Regions from separate parts of the Cricetulus griseus genome. Here region 1 is linked to region 2. A link is a contact called in public Hi-C data. All regions are on one chromosome and are shown on one strand. Each heading gives the region's core, a stretch centred on a gene start, on an enhancer-like site or on the middle of the called end of the contact. The rest is flanking DNA. Distances are from core to core; before and after follow the strand shown. Region 1 holds the start of Wnk1 (serine/threonine-protein kinase WNK1). Region 2 holds the start of Ninj2 (ninjurin-2).

Region 1 (6,250 bases), core at 3,376-5,875, 140 kb before region 2:
GTACATGCCTATAACCACAGTGCTAGGAAGGTAAAAGAAGGAGTTCAAAGCTATCCTGGGCAATACAGCAAAACTTTGCTCAAAACAAACAAAAAAACACTCAGATTTTTAACTTAATGGAACACAATACTATTCCTGTCTTGAAAAAACAAAACAAAACTATATTCAAATATATAGTCAGGTGGAAATATAGTTTAGTGGTAGAGTATGTAATATAATACCCTAGGTTCAATGGCTAGTAATGGGGAAGTGGGAAAAACACATTAAATGTAAAAAAGAAGTATTTTTTCTTTCTAAAGCTTTACTTATCCTTAGGTTTGTCCTTTCATTTGGACCCAAAGATAAAAGTTTAAAATATTGACCTACTAATACTTTGATCAAAATCAAAATGAAACAAAACAAAAAAACCAAGATTATTGCCTGACTACTGCTATAAAGTGCTCTTATACTAGAAGTCACATTTGTTTGTTTTTAATATGGAAGGGAATATTTTAAGCCAAAAATAAAAATTTTCAGAAGCTTGGTTAAAAGGCAATTAAAGTTCTGAAAACCAGGACTTCATCCTATAAGCTAAGATCCATTGGTTCTGCTTCCAAATGGTGACTTGGATTAAAAATAATAGTCAAGGTAAGATTTTCCTTAGTTTGAGCACAGCCACAGCTACATAAAGAACTAAGTCCCGAAATTAAAACATTCTGAGAAAAGCGTTAGAGCTTTAAAGTTATTGTTATGACATTAGACAAATCGAGCTTTTTACACTGTATTATTAGATCCAAAACAAAACAACACTATCAATCCAGAACAACAAAGGTAAAACAAACAAACCATAGTCTGAGAAATCCTTTTAAATGTGAAATAACTGAGTGCTTCTGAGTGGTATATTATAGAGCTTGCCTAGCATGCAAGTGGTTCTGAGTTCAATCCCCAGAACAAAAAAAATCACACACACACACACACACACACACACACACACACACACGGTAAGTGAATAACTAACAAAGTTAACCCAAAAAATCCTCAATATTTAATGAATTCAGTACTTTAAAATGGGTAGTTGGGAAGGACCAGACATGGTGGCTAATACCCATAATTTCAGCATTTAGGAGGTTGAAGCTTTAAATTGGTTGCCGGGATGATCTACAGAGTGCATTCAAGTTAGCCTGGGCTGCCTCTAAATAAATAAATAAATAGTTGTAATAATGAAAATAAAAAGTAGAAGTACACAATCATTCAGAAATAGAATTCAACTCCAGGATCAGTAACAATAAATCCTTGTTACAAAAAAGAAGTGTCTTCCTGTAAACCAATTACATCAAATTATTGAGTATGACTGGCCATGCATATCTTAATAAATTCATTTTAAAAACAAATAAACAGCTGGGTAGGGTGGCACATGTCTTTAATCCCAGCACTAGGGAGGCAGAGGCAGTCAGATCTAGGTGAGTTTGAAGCCAGCCTGGTCTAGAGCTGGACAGAGTTCCAAGACAGCTAGGGTTGGGGTAGGGGGTAGGGGGCGGGGCAGGGACAGAGACATTTATTTCCCTTAGAGGAAATTTAAGGCATATAGGGAAGAAGAAAGGAAAGCTTGATCAACTACCTTGTATGGAACAATCATGTACTGGTAATTGTTGAAGCTGGATGACTGCTACATTCTCTCACACTCAGTAGATATTTTGAAGCAAATTCCAGACATTATTCCTTTCACATTTCATATGGCCTTGGGTCATTTAGAAACCCACTTGTTTATTTACTAGTTCTTGGGTAAATGAAGTTCTGAGATTATTTCAGTTTTACTTTCCAATACTATTTCAGTTTGGTCCATTTTCTTTGAAAGAAATTAGTAGTGAAGCTTTCATCTATAATATAGCCGAAATTCTGCTTCCACCGTTAACACATGTTAATTTCCTTGTAAGAACAAGAGCTAACAAACTGATATTTACATAGGTGCTCTCTAATATTTATTATCGTTGATATAAGTCAAGCAATTTGTAAATCTGTAGCCCAAACTAATCTATTTAAGTCTGGACTATAGTAAAACTTCCCTATGAGATTAGGGAAAGTTTAGTTTAAAAATCTTTTATATCCCTGGCATTGTGGCAGAAACTTGTAACCCTAGTTACTCTGGAGGCTAAGGCAAGACGGACCAACAATTTCAGGCCAGTCTAGGCTATACTTTAGGACACTGTCACAAAAATCTTTTATAACAAGATTACAACAACGATGGTAATAACACAACTTTGAAAGCACTTCTACAATTTTGTATGGACTTTTACTATTCACTACTGACTGAACAGGATGAAGACAGTCACTCTAATCACAGGACCCACATGGCTTAAGCATCTGTAGGTGGTATAATAGCAGATGCATACAGTACCATCCTAGTCCCAAAGCACTTATCCTTAAATGGAAAGAGACAAGAGAGTTGGGGGTCAGGGACTGGTTGTTTTACTTTTTTTGAGACAGTGTTTCACTATGAAGCCCAAACTGGCCTTGAACTTGAGATTCTCCAGCCTCAGCCTCTGGAGTAGTTGGGACTTACAGGCTTGTCCTAACACACCTAGAAAGCACTTCTGTTTTGTTATTTACTAAATGTCTATGCTACTATCAAGTAAGCTGAATATTAAGGCACAGGGTGTAATCTAACAACCTGATCTTAGGGAAACACAAAAGGCAGTTCATTTTTGTAGAGACTCTGATGAGACTGAAGTGCAAAGAAGAAAAAAGGTTTGGTATTTACTTAAAGCAATAATTTTCCCCAAAGGCTGAGGATATATATATATATATATATATAGACCAGTGGGAAAGCACTTGCCCAGGCCTGGGGTTCATTGCCCAATTCAAGAGGGTGGGAGGGAGAAACCCTTCCCCACTAATTCCAAGTTTCCGGCCAGATATTAAATACACAAGTTTGTACCTAATGACTTTCACCTCATGTCTGGCAGCAATCCCTCTAGACACCAATAGTTACTATCTTTTTCCAAACACCTTACTACAGCTCCACAACCTCCCAATTTGAACCTCTTTGGAAGCTGGCCTCCTCCTCCCACTCAGATTCAGAGAATTACAAGTAAAGAATGAACACGATAAACTGGCTTAACGGAGCCAAATTTGCTATCCAAACGACCGAATATGAAAGGAGGAGGTGGGGCATTACCTGCAATTCACACCAGGCGACTTCCACAGTGGTTTCGGTGTCCAGACCTTTGTAGACAGTCTTAAAGGACCCTCTGCCGATTTCGATGTCAAATTTGAGAAAGCGACCATCATTGGACATTCCCACAGCCTTGGTCTCCAGCTCTTCGATATCATCCTGTTGCTGGCTCTCTTGCTCTTTAACACTGCTGCCGCCGCTGCCACTTCCACCTCTTGACGGCGGTGGCTCTTCTTTGCTCCCCACGAGGCTGGGCTGGGACACCGGGCGGTCTTTGCTGGTACTGCTGGAGACGGTGGTGGTGGCCGAGCCTACAACGGCTTGTTCCCCAGGGGAGGCAGCAGCTGAGGGCTGCTGAGACACCTGGGCAGCAACGGTGGCGGTCAAAGTTTCCTCCCGGTGAGGCTCGGGTGGAGCACTCTGAGGCACCACTGTGGGCACACTCGGTTGGGGGATCGAAAGGGGGAGACCCGGCAGTTCCAACGCGGTGGCATTGGAGTCGCAGATGACGCTCCGGCGGAAGAAGCGGTGCTCCGTGGGGGTGGTGGTGGCGGCCGCCCCACGGCTGTCCTTGTCCATAGTGTGACGGCGGCGCCGGTATTCCTCGGTTCTGCCGATTCCGGAGTCGGCGACCGTGGCCCCCAGTTTCTCGCCCACGGAAGAATCGGAGCTTGAGCCATTCTTGGGGACCGGCGCCGGAGGCGACAGGAAGCCCGGAGTGCCGCTCTGCTTCTCGGCGGCGCCGTCAGACATGGTTGGTCCGCTCGGTTGAAGAGTGCGGGCTCGGATTCGTGAATGAAAAGGGGACAGGGAGGCCCGGAAGAGCCACCAAGAAGTGCTGGGCAGCGCTCCTACGGCGGGCTCGGAGCCACCAGGCGACTCCCTCTCAGCACTGACAAGACGCCCGGAGGGCGACGCGGGACTCTGGGTCCGGCTGCGGCGGCTGCTGCTGCTGCTGGCACCGGGGCTGCTGCGGCTCACGGGGCGGGCTCGTCGGCGGGCGAGGCAGGAGCGGAGCCACGGGGGTTAGCGCCGCACAGTCCGCATCCATCCTGCAGCGAGCGGCGGCCGGTAGGGCTGTGGCAGCAGAAGCGCCGCAGTCATGAGGGGCAGGGCGCGGGGCTGGCTCCCGGGCGAGCGGATGCGACGAAAGCGAAGACGGCTAAGCTCCCGCGCTGCCGCTGCGCTGCCGCCGCCGCGCTGCCGCCGCGCCGCCGCCGCCGAGCACGGCGGGATAGGCCCTGAGGGCGGAGGCAGAGCGCGCGAGGGACGAGCCCCGACGCCGGGCGGTGGCAGCCCGGGGCACAGGAGTGGGAGGGGCCGCGCAGGGGAAGGAGGGCCGCGGCCCGGGCTCCCGGTCACTCGGCCGCCGCCGCCTCAGGCAGCACGCGCCCAGAGAGGGGGGGCCGGTCTCACAGGGCGCCCATCACCAGACGCCGAGGGCCGGAGCCTCGAAACCTCGAAGCCTGAGGAGCGGCCCCCCCCGTCCCCGAGGCCTCCCCGCCCGCCCGCCCCGGGCCTGGCGAACCTCTTCCCCTCTCCGGCCGGCGCCGGCGGCAGAGGAGGGAGGGAACTGTGGGGAGGGGAGGGCCGCTCACTGCGGGGCCCGTGCTCCGCTACTTCTCTGGCCAGGAGGAGAGAAGGCCGAAAGAACTGGGAGGAGGGGGATAGGGAGAGAAAGAGCAGTCACCCCACTAGGCGCCTTCTGTCAGCGAAGAAGGGAGTGCGGGATGGCCGAGCAGAAGAAGCGCGTCCGCCCGGGAAACTCTCCGCTTTAAATGGCGCCGATGTCTGAAGCCTCCACACAGCCCGCTTGGACCCCGCCCCCCGCTGCCCGGGGCGGCCCCGCCCACATCGCTCTCGGGGGCTCTCGCGCAGGCGTGCCGAGCTCGAGGCACAATGGGATTTGTAGTTTCAGAGTAGAAACCGTGAAAGGGACCAGGGAGGAAGGCTCCTACTACTTCCGTGATGCCCTGCGATGGCTCTAGCCTAGTGCCTCCTGGGAATTGTAGTTCCTTTTTTTGAAAACCGCCCCTTCTGAAAGCCTGATGGGAGCGTCATCGTGGGTCGCTCAATTCCATCCCAAAGTCAGCGCTCCCTACCAAAAATCATTATTTAGGAATCAACTGCAAAAGAAGTGAAGGAGAGGGGGGGGGGGAAGAAATGAGGAGAGAACGAGAGGCTTCCGTCATGTTCTGCTTAGATAGCTCACAGGGCTGCCATGCAATGAAAAATGATCTGTTGTTCGCCTTTAATGGAGAGCCTCCTCAGTGTTGAGTGACTAGGGGTGTGGGAGTGGAGAGGGAGGCAGAGCTGGATCACCAGAGCCCGAGCTCGAAGACTCCAGGGAAACTTTGTGAAGTGTACACAAAAGATCACTGTTAATTAAATGGGTTGGGGAAGACAAATATATTCCATCCTTCTCCCCTCCACAGCAGCTTAAGACCACATGCTCGGCTCCTGTTTCCAAACAAGTACTTTGGCTGCGAAGATGGGCTGCCTAAAACCCAGGATCAGAGCGAACCCTCTTGGCTTTGCCAGAAACTTAACGGGGTGGGGGGTGGGGGTGGGGAGGTGAGGTGAGGGGGAGGCGGGTGACAGGCATGGGAGGAAGTCGTGTTCGAAGATAGTCTACATCTTTGATTACAAACTTGAGAGGGCATAGTTGGGTAAAATTTATTTACCTTTTGTTTTGTTTTTCCCCCGGTGGCTTAGTAAAACACCCGTTTCTTTACTAGCCTTGCATTTGTGTACGTTTGTAACTTATACCAATCGGGAAACCTAGATCCGTACAGTTTACAGTAATGGAATTCTTTTCTTCAAAATATCCTTAGTGCTTCCTGGACCACCTTTGCTACTACCTAAGATTATCGTTGTGATGAGCACCAGGGGGCACCAGACAGAGTAGGGAGACAAATTTATGAACCAGATGGCAGTTACAAATCTTAACCCAACCGGTGAGAGCGGGAAGCGCTTAAACGTACGCAACCGCACCCGAGCGAGCGTGGATACGCTGCAGCCTCAGCCCGGGACTGGAGCGTGCTCTGAAGCCCGCGTTCTTAGTCCAAGACCCCAGGAAGAGGAGCAGTAGTTTGGAAG
Region 2 (6,161 bases), core at 1,642-4,141:
TGAAATGTATGTTCTAGTGGGTACCCGCCAAACTCACTCTCACCACCATGTGCAATGTTGACATTGGGCTTCATAATTAACTTCTGGTTTTGTTGCTGTTGGGAGACAAAGTCTTATGTTTCTTTCTTTCTTAGCTCATGCTTTTTGTTCTGGATTTGGGTTTCTATCTGGATTTAGGTTCTCCATCAAGGCTTTGAGAAAACAAGTGGCTCAGAGGCTTAAGATGTACCTCGGTGTGATAGAGCGCTTCTCAGCATCCATGAGACCTCAGTGCCCATGAGGGCGGAGAAGAAGAAAAGAAAAAGGAGCCTCGGGCTCTCTTAAGCAAGGCAATAGTGTGGCTATAATGGGTATAGGTGACAGAAGCTTCCAGACCATCCTGACCTATTGGTCAGAGAAAGAAACACAGGCTGGGTGGTGGTGGCTCATGCCTTTAATCCCAGCTCTTGGGAGGCAGAGGCAGGTGGATTTCAGTTAAGTTCAAGGCCAGCCTGGTCTACAGAGAGAGTTCTAGGACAGGCTCCAAAGCTACACAGAGAAACCCTGTCTTGAAAAACAATCAAACAAACAACCCCCCCAAAAAAAACCCAAGGTTTAATTTAATTTATTATTCTGTGGAAAGATCTAGAAATACTACATTAAAAATACTTTAGACTGATTCTATCTTTGAGTGTTTCTTTGTGTTTTGAAAGTCTTGAAGCCCAGATTGAACTAGAACACCCTCTGTGGTCCAGGTTAGCCTTAAACAGTCCTCTTGCCTCAGCCTCCTAAGCACTGGGATTGAAGGTGTGAGCCACCATACCAGGCCCTTTGAGGCTTGTGACATGTTTCCAGGCCTGTTTGGTGTAGTGGCTTAAGGACCCGGGTCCTAGAGCCTTCCAGGACTCAAATCCCAATAACTCTAATACTTAAAAGCTGGGTGATCCTGGGCAACAATGCTGAACTGCTCTGACCCTGGGTTTTCTGTAAAAATTGGTGCTATTCGATGAGTTAAATAGAAAACGAAACTGTGTGGGGCAGGCACTTAGAAACGAGGAGGCCTCCAGTGCAGCCAGGAGTCAGGGTCAGACAGGGGGCCTCATACCCCCTGGGTGCATCTCCCTTTGAGTGTCTGATTCAGCCATGAACCCTAGAGGCTACCTGCCCAGCCCCCACCCCTGTTGGGGCCCAAACCTCCACACTAAAGGGAAGTACGTGATCTTTCAGCCCAGCACCTTTGTTTCTGTGCGCTTCCAGCTGCTGCTGCTGAGAACCATACACAAGAAAGAGCCCAGGCTTAAGGATGTCCGGATGGGCACACGGCCCTTCATATCTGGTGGCTCGGGCAGCTGATTTCTTCACTTAGAAACCGGGCACTAGTTACACTCAGTATGAAAGCTATGCCCAGCAAGCAGCACTGTCTATATTCGACTGTTACTGTTTACATGTTAACTCTTTTACATGACACTTAAAAAGCTGATCTACCTACAGTCAGCAGAGGTGGGCTGGGTGGACTTGGGGAATACTGCTTTGGGGTAACCCCAGAGCCAAAGTGAACTCCAGGGCTAAATGCCAATGGGTCTTGAAACCTCGGAAAGTGCTCTGGTCTGAAGTGGGTACCGTGGGAGAGCAGATGGATTCTTGGGCAGTTTGTGTGTGGTAAATCTACGGTTAGCTTCACTCTGGGTAGTCTTTCCTGAAGGCCACAGGCAGAGCTCTGTTTGCAGGGGAGGTGGACAAACTCCCGGGAAAGAGTACGCAGGCCCCGCCGAGTTCTCCCACGCAGGCCCTCCCTTGCAGCCTGCCTACACATTCTGCCTTCTCTACTGAAGAACCAACCCTGTTGGCCCCTCGTCACTTGGGCATCAGAAGACTTGGATTCCGGCCCAGGAGGGGTTGAGCTAACCTGGGCCTCTCTGAGCTGTTTCTTGGCCTCCCCTGCTGGACAACCGCAGCACCGCAGCCCTTCCCCCGAAGGCCACGCCCCTCGTCCTTACTTTGCAGCCTGGAGGCCCAGGCCTGTTGCCTGGAGCTGCTGGAGCCTCCCACCGAAGCTGCACCCAAGGCTGGAGGAGCATTCAGGGCCAGTCAGGGATTATCACCAGAATAACACGCAAAAGACACCCCGCCCTACCGCGGATTAGACGCTGTTGATTTTTAAGGGCAAGACCGCTGCTCTTGGCATGGAAGGCCAAGGGCGGCACAGTGGAGGCATGGGGCCTGCCCCAAGGAGAAGGCCAGAGGAATCTGCGCTTTTGTGAGTTTTTGGCCTGAAGATAGTGACAGCACCCGGGCTATCAGCCCTTCATGAGGGTCACAGCCGAAGTGGAGTCCAGAGGAGAAAAGACAGTCCTTAGGGTGGAGCAGATGTTCCTACATACATCCCAAGCCACTCCCTGTCCCAGAGGTGATGTCCTAATGCCTCACCCTAAAGATCTTTTTTTTTTTTTTTTTTTGCGGGGCGGGGGGGCTGAAGAAAGTAAAATAATACTGGGCTGGGAGTATACTTGGATGAGCACTGTGCAGCATACTTGAGACCCTAAGTTCCTTCCCCAGTATCCCAGAATGCAGTTAGGGTCTCGAGTCTGCTACACAGAGGCTCAGGCCCAGAATGCACTGCACACCAAACACAAACAAGGCACGGAGCTAAGCACTGTGCAACCCAAGAATATGCAAGAGAGGACCTAAAGGGTAGAGAAGGTAGCTGGGCATAGCGATGCCATCCTGTCATCCAAGCATTAGACTAGCAGAAGTAGAATGGTCCTGAGTTCAAGACCAGCCTGGGCTATGCAGTGAGATCTTGTCCCGAAGGCATGGAGAAGACAAAGAGGAGGGAGCCATCTAGAGGCTTAAAGAAGACCAAAGGCCAGCACAGACAGGGGGAAGGGATCCAGAGGAGAGCGGGCACTCCCCCAGGGGCATGGGGCAGACAGGCCTCCAGAAGCAGGTGGGAAGGGTGGAGTTTGTTCAGGAAAGGGTGAGTAATGTGTGGCATTGCTTCTCAGCATCCTGCTTGGGGCACAGGCAGATCCTTCAAGACTGTTAGCTGTCAGCCCGCCCCATGGGGAAGGGTGGGAAGAGAAGTAGGAGACAGGCCCATGAGTGGCCCAGAAGCAGCCCAAGTGCTCGAGAAGGGACCTTAGCTACACAGAGTCATCGGGCTTGTGTGAACATTTCCTTTCTTGGGAGACTGGTGTATGGCATGGCTTGGGTGTGGACAGAGTCATGGTAGAGAGATGCATTACAAGTCCCTGGGGCTTGTGGAAAAGCTAAGCCTACACCAAAAGTTGGGCTGGAACAGGCCCTGAGGCAGAACAGATTATTTAAATTGCCTGTAGGACCACATGTGGGAGTATAATCCTGAATTGGAGGTTGTCAGCATTTCTCAAGGGCCTCTCTCTCTCTCTCTCTCTCTCTCTCTCTCTCTCTCTCTCTCTCTCTCCCTCTCTTTCTCTTTCTCTCCTCCTTCTCTCATTTCCCTCCTTGTTGCAAATTGGACCCAGGGTTGTACATGTTAGGCAAGCCCTCCGTCACTGAGCTGTCATCTCTCATCTAGAAATAAACCTTTTGTTACAGCCAAATGGGAGTTTTAAAAATTATTATTTCTAGCTTGTCAAAGCAATGTTTTAGAGACCTGTAAGATTGGGATTATCTGTGGCACTTCAGCAAAACAAAGTGTTCACTAGAAGGCTGTGGGTTGCTTATGGATCCCTAGGGAAAGCTGGGTAAAAGAGAGAGAGGGAGGAGAGAGAGAGAGAGAGAGAGAGAGAGAGAGAGAGAGAGAGAGAGAACAATAAACTCAGGTTCCAGAAAGCCCAAGGCAGAATGGAGAGCAGAAAGAACACTCTCAAATTTAATTTCCTGTGAGCAAGAGAATCTGATTGGCTAAATTTGGAAGCAGCAAAGCCCCTTGATTGACAGTGCCACTAGCCTTCTGATAGGGGAGAGGGATAGTTTACAAAGGCAACTGATGTGTGGCCACCAGTAGGTGAGATAGTGGGAAGAGTTACTTTACAGAGAGCTTCTGGATCAGATAGCAGGGGGTCACTGAGGACTGAAGAAAATGGTTTGTTCCAGAAGCCACAGTTAGTAGCAGAAACGAAAGTTCTCTCTCTCTCTCTCTCTCTCTCTCTCTCTCTCTCTCTCTCTCTCTCTCTCTGTGTGTGTGTGTGTGTGTGTGTGTGTGTCTCTCTGTCTCTCTCTGTCTCTCTCTCTCTCTCTCTCTCTCTCTCTCTCTCTCTCTCTCTCTCTCTCTCTCTCTCTCCTCTTTCCCTCCCCTTTGTTGCTGGGGTTCAAACCCAAAGCCTTATGAATCATAGGCAAGCCTTCTACAGGTGAGCTTCCCTGCAGCTGCTCACAGCAAACAGGACAGATATTCCCACCTCTCACAGCTGAAGAAGTTGAAGTTAACCCTATTCTCCCAGGTTCTCTCCTCAGTCCCCTCTTAACATTTTTTGTTTGTTTCCTTTTCCAGACAGGGTTTCTCTCTGTTGCCCTGGCTGTCCTGGAACTTGCCCTCTAGACCAGGCTGGCTTCCATAGAGCCACCTGCCTCTGCCTCCTGAGTACAGGGGCTAAAGGTGTGTGCACCACTATCACCCAGCTTTCTTTTAACGTTTTGAACCCAAGGTTTATCTTCATGCCTGTGTCCTTTCTTCCCACAGCAGTGTAGGGGTTGAGGAAACAGCCCTTGAAGACTCAGGAAAGCCTGGAGCAAGCTTTACTGGGGCTGAGGGCTTGACTTCCATCGAGCAGTGTGCCCTTACCAGCCTATCCGATTGCTTTCTTTCATTTCACGCCACACATTTCATCTTTGGGGTTCTTTGTTTTATTTCCTTTCTTTCCCAGGTTGTCCTCGCTTTCCTCCCTTCTCAACCTCCCGAGTGCTGAGGTTACAGACGGGTGCCACCATGCATTGCTTGTATGTTTATCATTAGAACCTAAGTATTTTTTTTGCTTCTGGGACACTATGGGGTGCCGTTAAACTACAGACTCCAGTCCAGAGAGAGGGGGAAGCGAAGCGCTGCTGTGTGGTTTGGGGTGAGTTCCTTGGGCTCTCTGCATTTTGCTCACTAGATGGTGACGCTCTCACCTACTTTGCAGAACTAAATGAGAACTAAGCTGACTCATGTCCTGTATTTAACGCTGTGCCAGATGCCAGCTATGTCCTCCGTAACCATGAGAGCCACATGGTTCCAGGATGTTGAAGCCACACAGCCATGCAGTTCCAGTGTGTGCAACACAGTGGAGCAGGCCCATTACTCTCCCAAGTTGGCTTCAGTCAGGGCAGCTGAGCCCTCCAACACCTATTTAAAGCCGGTTAGTAGAATAATTCCCCTGAAGTCATTATTCAAACAGCCATTTTGTCTGGGCTGGACCCACCCTTTCCTGGGGTGGGAAATCAGGCTTTGGAAGCCTGGCACTCACCACCAACCCTGCTGGTGCTCCTGGCTTGACTTCTAGGTGGACTGCCATTTTGAGGCCAACTGAAAGGTTGTTATTGGTCATGGTTCTTTTGGACCTACTCTGTGTACAACCTGGGTTTGGGCTGACACACAGAAAGACTGCCCACATGGCTTTTCTCAAAACTGACAGGCATGACTCACCCAAAGGTCACCAGTGCCTGGAGCTGCATAGGGCAAAGTGATTCACTGTCTCTACTCTGGCCTAGCCCCACAGCTGCCTGGCTTCAATTCCTCTCAGAAGATAGCCTCAACCCTGAGACTCTCCACCCAGAGGAGGGGTCCTCCCCATTCTTAGATGGCTCTGCTAAAAAAGAACTCAGTTCCTTGCTTGCACGGATGAGGATCTGGTTGAGGGATCTGGCCTGCTCATGTTTCAGCTTGACAGATCAGGGAGGGGACCCTGGTCTCCACCTTCAGCTTTCTGGGCCTGTACCTCCTGGCAGCACCCACCGTGCTGGGCTCTAGGCCTCTGTAGTCTCTTGGTAGAACGGTTACTTATCCAACTTCCGTGACATACACTCCCACTGTGAGGCAGCATCCCTGTAATCTTGTTTCCAAGAAAAAGCAGAAAGAGCTGATGGACATCATGGTCCCTGATAACCAGAATGTCAACAAACAATGTAACAACATGTTTACTTTTCTGTAAAAAAAAAAAAAAAAAAAAAAGCAGTCCTTCCTGACCATCTTAGTTTTGTAAAGAAGCAAGAATACAGATCAA

Evidence for each region. A called contact is a pair of places that touch in the nucleus more often than the background predicts.
Region 1: a contact with region 2 is called in a Hi-C map of fibroblasts, with 4 times the contacts expected there. The contact joins the promoter of Wnk1 here to the promoter of Ninj2 in region 2. A contact is called at or near these places in 4 of 8 Hi-C or Micro-C datasets (the CHK-Q cell line, the CHL-YN cell line, the CHO-K1 cell line and 1 more).

What each region holds. Positions count from the first base shown.
Region 1 is chr8:24,815,164-24,821,413 of CriGri-PICRH-1.0, reverse strand. It overlaps Wnk1 (serine/threonine-protein kinase WNK1), which reads right to left and starts at 4,625. Exons shown (of 29, transcript XM_027429291.2): 1 at 3,155-4,625. The coding sequence starts at 3,904.
Region 2 is chr8:24,669,098-24,675,258 of CriGri-PICRH-1.0, reverse strand. Ninj2 (ninjurin-2) reads left to right here and starts at 2,891. Exons shown (of 4, transcript XM_027429303.2): 1 at 2,891-2,956. The coding sequence starts at 2,900. The region is part of intron 1 of LOC107978382 (a long non-coding RNA gene); the gene reads right to left.